2 separate regions of the Rattus norvegicus genome follow, and region 2 is linked to region 1. Evidence: chromatin contacts called from public Hi-C data. All regions are on one chromosome and are shown on one strand. The core of a region is the stretch at or near the end of the contact, and the rest is flanking DNA. Distances in the headings are between cores, read along the strand shown.

Region 1 (3,536 bases), core at 783-3,282:
ACAGCTATTGACTCTTCTTTTGTTCCCTTCCTCTAATGTCGAATGTATTACAGAATACAGTTATTTCCAATGACACTAAAACAAGGTGTTCAATGACAAATATTTATCCATCGAAACTATGGCAACTCCCTTTCTAGCATTCGGAAGGAACCACAATCTGTTCCCAGCATCGGAGAGAAACACACATCACAGCTAACCACAGGCATTAATGGCACGGCCCCCCCCACCCCACCTGCCGGTTTGCAAATGTTTTCTGAAGCACAAAGACTCGAAGACTAGTCTTTAAAACACCAATACACAGTCATTTAATACAAAATCCGAGGACTCTTTAAATGAGCGAAATAAGACAATACTGTTTTTCGCTCTCACCCAGAAATAGCCACACAAGCAAAATGCCCAAATGAAAACACATTTCGGAGCCTTTAAAAATACACATACCGCCACTGTCAATCAAAGCAGTGCGCAGCTAAGTGTAAGCACTGTTTCCTAGACAAGTACAAGATGTGTCTACATTCTCGGTTTGAGAGCAACCCTTAAACAACAACACACACATATATTATCAAATAAACGTTAGCTCTTGCAAACACAATGCGAGCAGCATGCTAATTAAAGTGTTCACAAGACAATGACAAATAGGGCTGTGGGGCCACAGCATACATTATTATGTAACTGCAGTACCCAAGAAGCAATCACCAGGTTGTAGGTAGGTCTTCCAAAAGGCGTCATTATGGTTTACTGTGATCAGAAGATTGTGGTGTCAGACTTAACCACGATTTACCTGCAAGCAGGTGTTTACTGACAGCAAAAAAGTAAAGAACTAGTTCTAGCTGCAAACCTGAAGCTCTGTACAATAAACTGTCCCAACACACAAAAAGCCCCCTCCACCCAAACTTTCTATCCCCAAATGAAGAAAACTGGGAAGCACATTTTTCTGCATGCTTTCCAGACCAAAACTGAAGTGACTCAATGTCCAAGTTCTCATGCTTAGAACTAGCCATGTTCCAAAGACCATGAGGAGAAAATTTACAACAGAGGAAAAGAAATAGTGAGCTCATATGAGGGCTCACTGGAGATGTTGCCATCGCTGGCTGTCGCCTCAATAAAGAGCAACAATGTTCAGTGCCTTTAACAAGCAAATTACAGGAACTATGCAAAACAAAGTAAATGTGACAGAACCACCAGGGACAAAAATTCCACATAAACCAGCTCAAATACAAGGAGAATAAAAGAGAACACCAGCGCGAGGGAGGCCAGAAGTGAATAGATTTTCTACAAATTCTGTTCGGGTAGCTCAAAAAACAATTTTCTTTTTTACAAGTAAATTCTTCCCAGCCAGCTGTTCTCTGAACTTCAGTGAAAGCCACCTACCACCCAGAGCAGTTCACAGAACTGTGCAGCCGTGTAAGGGCCAACTGAGCATAAATAAAAGAGCAGCAAAGCCAGAAGATTTCCAGGAGGTTGGAATTTCAACACCACAGGCGTTTTCCAAGACTGAGCCTAAATTGCCCTTGGGAAGCCTTCGAATCCCACCCAAAGCTGCTATCGGCACCATTAGGAACCAGCATCCCCTCCCATCAGAGTTGAAAACACTGGATTCCAGGTGCACCAAGCGTACCAGCTGCCCTCACCACTGAGGATGTAACACGCGCGGAGTTACACATAAAGCCACCCCCAAGCAGACCGATGTCCAAAACACTGGAGGAAAAATGGATGCTTCTCGGCCAGGCAGGGAAGAATGCTCCCGCTCAAAAGGGTAACCAGGATTCTGGCACGTAAGACAGAGACTTGTTCCTGCTTATTAATCGCTAAAGTCCCTAGAAACAAAAGTAGGCCAGGCTTCACCTCCCTCCTGGTCAACTGGGGCGCTGCCACCAAGCAGCTGACAGACTCAATGGCAGACGACCCTGTACTCTTAGGATGATCCCAGACATAAGCCACCGCCCAGCTAGCTGGCTTACCTCACAGGCGGCTCCACAGGCCTTGAGTTTGTCACCATCTCCCTCAGGCAGACCAGTCCAATGTGTGGCCATCATTTCATTTCAAATTGTAAAGGGACAAATCCTTTGGAGTCCACATTGGAGAGGTACCACCACACACCAAACGGGAAGCAATTCCACAGCAAGTTCTGAGGCGATGCAGGGTTAAGGGCTGGTCAAAAAACATACGAGATAAAGACTTGCGGGAAGCCCCTTCAAATGCCCTCTTCAACAGACTTCATTTCTCCAGACTTAAAGTTCAGGGGCGACAGGTTTCCTTGGCAGGTATGGCGGAGGCCAAGTGCAGAGAGAAGAGGTCCACTTCCAGGCGGTGTTACTCCGAGGCCAGAGAAAAATCAGCTTTCGGAGATCCTTCCTGGAACAGGGAGAAGTTAATGAAGGACATGAACTTTCCCCAGGCGCCGATCTTTAGCCTTGCCACAAGCCCAGACCAAGTTCCCCCTCTCCCACAATCCGAAGAATTAGTCCAAGGTGAACCCTGCAAAGAAAACAATCCTCTCATGCAACATTAAAAAAAAAAAAATAGAAGGGAAACGCCTGAACGTCGGGAAGAGAGAGAGAGAAAGAGAACCAGACCTCAGAACTGCCCCGGTGGCTGTGTCAAACACGCCCGGCTGCTATGAAGCCTTCAAGGAAAAAAAAAAAAAAATCCTGGTTCAAGTGCTGCATTTCCTGGGCAACGCCGAGGCCGTGTGTGCATTCTGCAGCACCCGGATACCTACTCTTAAGCGAAGTTTTCTCCTTACCGGGTTAGACTCGCAGACGCCCTCCAACTCCCCAACAAACAAACAAAAAGCCAGCTCCGACCGGGGCGGGCGTGGGCTCGGCGGCGTCTGCGGCGGCGGCCGCCCGGGCCGCGGGTGACTCCGGCCGCCCGTGGCAGCCTGCCCTGAGCCCCGGCCCGCGCCCCCGAGGAGGCGGCTGTTTTCCTTGGCCCGCGGCGGGGATGGGTGGGGAGGCGTGCGGCTGCGGGTGGGACGCAGCGCCGCTCCCGCTCCGGCTCCCGGGCATGCTTCAGGAGAGCAGCGGCCCCGGCAACTCTCAGCTCCCGGCTGCGGCCCCCACCCCCGACCCCCGCCCCGGCCCCGGCCCCGGCTCGCCCTCCCCGGTGGCCACCTGAAGCAGAGGGGAAAGCGCAGAGCAAACCACCCACCTACCACTATTTCCTCCGCCCCTTCCTGAGGCGGGTCGCCGGCGCGGGTTCCCGGGAAGCGCAGCCCGGGCGCGTGCGGGAAGCGAGGGCTCCGCTCGGCGGCTCGGCCCGCGGCGGGGCGCGCTAGGCCGCGGCTCGGTTAATATTCATGAGGCGCCGCCCCTCCTCCGCGGCCCGCCGGACCCCGGCGCCGGCCGCTCGCCTTTGTGCCCCGGCCTCCCTCGCTGCGCACACGCGGGCGCGGCCTCCGCGGGCCCGCGCCTCAGCCCGGGGCGGTGAGACGAGCGGCCACGCAACGGAGAACGCGGGCTAGGGGTCGGCTCCCAGGCAGCGCCGCGACCTGCCCCGGCCGGCCCCGGGCTCTAGGCGCCGCGGGAGGGCGTGGG
Region 2 (3,370 bases), core at 693-3,192, 280 kb after region 1:
TATAAATAAGCCCTTAAAAACTGGCATGAGCCTGGGGTTGGTGGATTTCAGATTCAAACCATAACCTTCATACTCAAAGGTTTCGATTTAAAAAAAAAAACTTACTTTAGTTTATATGTATGAATGTTTATGTGTTTGAATACATTTTCATTTTATAGTATGATGTCTGTGCATTGTGTGTGTGTGCCTAGTCAAAAGAATGAGTCAGGTTCTCTTGGAACTGGAATTACAGATGGTTTCCAGCTAGCATGTGGATACCGAGAAGGGAAACCCTGGTCATCTGCAAAAGCAACAAGTGTTCTAAACTGCCAAGCTGGCTCTTCAACCCAAAGCCAACGCTTTTAAAAGACGTATTTATACATTTGCATACAATTTTGTTTGTCTGTGACCGTTGTTGTTTTATTCCCTTTCATTAGAGGAAAAGTTGATATTAAATGCTCGTTGTAGTCCAACAGTGTATTCTTAAAGGTCACCCCTCTTTAATGGCTGACATAGCAATAGTGCTTTCTGTTTGGGTCCCTGCTTCTGCTTGTACACTCATAAGCCTTGAGGTATCTTTTCAGAGAACTTGCCTATACGACCCATGTGGCATGCAATGGTCACTGTAGCTCTCTTCCTACAGTGTCAGGCTTTCTTTCACTCTCTCCTATTATCAGAAACGTCGTCCTTTTTCTTTCCCAAGGGAGAAGCAGAATCACATTGTGGTTTTCTCTTTGGCTGGGCTCCATGCTACTCTCTAAATCGGGCTGCATAGGAGACTCGTGATAGCGTGAAGTCCTGCGACTTCCCCATTCTATTTCACCTCGGAGAAATAGCACAGTAATTCTCTGAGAGCTAAAGAAATAATAACAGAAATGCTTGTTCCAGATGGACCGATATTCCAGCTTGCAAGAAAAGTTTCTCCAAAATATCAGCTGCGAAGGGAAAGTATGTGTTTGAGAGACATGATCACAAGCCTTCGGAGTTTCCTTTCAACCAGTTAATCATTTACAGTGTTCAGTCGACGCAGGTCAACAAGAGTCACGGGAAGATAAGAGGGTGAAGAGCAACATTTACCTGGTCAAAGTCTAGCGATTCTCCCTGCCCCCTGTGGACGGTCTCACGGTCCCCACATCCTCCCCTCTGCTGGCTGAAGTTGGAGGGCGAGGGAAGCCCAATGGAGAAGGGTTTCGCTATTCATCTTAATGAGCTGAAGATAGAAATCTTGCTTCCATTCCTACTTTTTCCTGGGTTCAGGTGTTTTTAAATTTCGTTATTCCTACTTTGGTCATTTAATTTCTTTAGCTTTAAAAGTCTGCTGGTGGATAATGCCTGTCTCTATTCTCCTCATTATTTCCCACCCCGGCAACCCACTATCCTCCCTTTCCATGGAGCCTTTCGCTAGGCGAATTACAAGTGACTTATAAGGAACTGATGACATTGTGGAGACTCCTGGGCCCCTACTAAAATTCTAGATGCTCATTTGCATGTCTGCTGGGAGTTGCAACCATTCTACTTAAATTAAGTAAAAAACATCTTCCAAGGCAACATGCCCTCAGACATCGCATCTTACCTAGTTCCTCTACTTCCGGTCTTAGAAGGAACAGTAGCTCCAAGAGGGACCGCCCCCTCCAGGTCTTCCAAACACTCACACGTGCTTGCCTCCTCTGGGTAGTTATTTCTTGCTAATTCCACTTTACAGATGCCCCGATTATTTTTTTTTTTAAAATGCAAGTGCTTTTCTGTGCAGTAAGGAATAACATTTATGAGTTAATTAAAATTATTTCGGTCATTTATAATCACTGTGAAGTGAACTGTGCAGAATACAAATAAAACTTGCTAAAATGGTAACGGTTCTCTCTGCCTTGCAAAGCCTGCCAAGCAAAGGTTTCACCCTCACTCTCTAACCAGCCTGTTTTCCAAAGGGCTTGTGTTCGGCAGGCAGTGCATGCTGGGAGGTTGTCCTCTGCTCCCCTCCCCCAGCCACCCTGAGTTCCTATAATGGAGAGTGGTGCCTGGCGGGGCACTGTGCAGGGAAGCAGGGAAGGTGAGTGCCCTTTAGCTTCCCTACCCCTTCCATGCACTCTGCACCACACCGTTCCTGGCAGAGCACTTTCTTAGTAACCATCCTTTCTTCTCGCTGCTTACAATCTCCTTTATAGCCATTCACAGAAGGGGAAAAACCGCTTTTCTCCCTAAAAGTGGTTCATTCCGCTTTTTGATTATAAAATGAATATCTTAACATACAAAATTAAGAAAGATGAGGTAAGGTCAGCTCTTAGGAATATTTCTCTCAGGTTTTGAGCCTTTGCATTTTAAAAAAAAGATTATTTCATTTTATGTGTGTGAGTGCTCTGCCTAAAAGCATGTGTGCCTAGTCTTCAAGCAGACAGGTTCCGTGAACATGTGGGTGCTGCGAATTGAACCTGGCCGCTTTGGAAGAGCAGCCAGTGCTCCTGGAGATATGACTGAGCACTGAGATATTTACTTAAACAACAACAACAACAACAACAACAACAACAAAAAACCCACTAATTAAGATTAGCCAGCTATTGTGGTTAAGAGGGAGGAAGGTGTTAAGTTTGGGTCAGCTTGGAATAGATAGTAAGATCCTGTCTCGAAAACAAGAAGTGGGCTAGCTCAATTTGTTCATTAGTTTTCCAAAGTGCTAGTTTTCATTTAGAGTTAATTTTGAAAATTAATTATCATTGTGTGTATGTGTGTGCATGGATCCAGTGTCGCAGTATAACACGAGGAGAGCCGAGGAAGGCTTGGTTCTCGGCTACTGTTAGATCTGGGGATCGAACTCAGGTCATCAGGCTTGTGTGGTAGGTGCTTTTACCAGCTTAGCTGAAAAGTGCTTTCAGTTGCTGGCCCAGAGAGTCACTGGAATCATGGTTAGAATGCGATGCAAAATGGTTCCTCATAACACATCCATGCCAGAGATTACTGCTTCCTTGGGAGAGAGCATCTGGTCTCCTCCAGTAGTTAGTACCAAGTGGACACTTGTTCATATGCCTATGGGGCCTTTTGACAGATGATAACCCTGGAGATGTCTCCTTTGCACGAATTGAGGGGACTGGCTACATACGGCAGACACGACTTTGAAAGGCAACGGATCCTTTGCTTCATTAGCTTGTTTAACTACCCTTGAGTGTGACCAGAGCCAGGCAGCGGGTGAAGCAGGGGCTGCTGGCCTGTCCTCAAGTTGCCAGGCAGGTGAGAGCGTGGGGAAGGCAAGGATGTTTTCAGAGAGCACGTCTATAAGCTTCCTGACTTCTCTCTGCAAATGCAAGACAGGCCCTACTGTGTGTACAGATCCCACGTCCCTCACTGTCTAATGTGAACACACAGAGGCCCTTCCACGACTATCGAAGAGAAGAATCAATCT

Evidence for each region. A called contact is a pair of places that touch in the nucleus more often than the background predicts.
Region 2: a Hi-C map of liver shows a contact between it and region 1, with 4 times the contacts expected there. The contact joins the enhancer-like site here to the promoter of Arhgap21 in region 1. A contact is called at or near these places in 5 of 12 Hi-C or Micro-C datasets (the A7r5 cell line, frontal cortex, kidney and 2 more) and 1 of 1 datasets of contacts at active chromatin or transcription factors (oligodendrocytes).

What each region holds. Positions count from the first base shown.
Region 1 is chr17:88,378,446-88,381,981 of GRCr8, forward strand. Arhgap21 (Rho GTPase activating protein 21) reads right to left here and starts at 2,033. Exons shown (of 25, transcript NM_001191693.1): 1 at 1,959-2,033. The coding sequence starts at 2,033.
Region 2 is chr17:88,663,254-88,666,623 of GRCr8, forward strand. No RefSeq gene overlaps it. Among named protein-coding and RNA genes, the nearest start is that of Thnsl1, 42 kb to the left of the region's middle. Within about 2 kb of position 1,943, at least 38 of the 93 cell types and tissues checked have an H3K27ac peak or open chromatin away from gene starts, as enhancers often do. A contact at or near this core is called in liver, where this site is marked.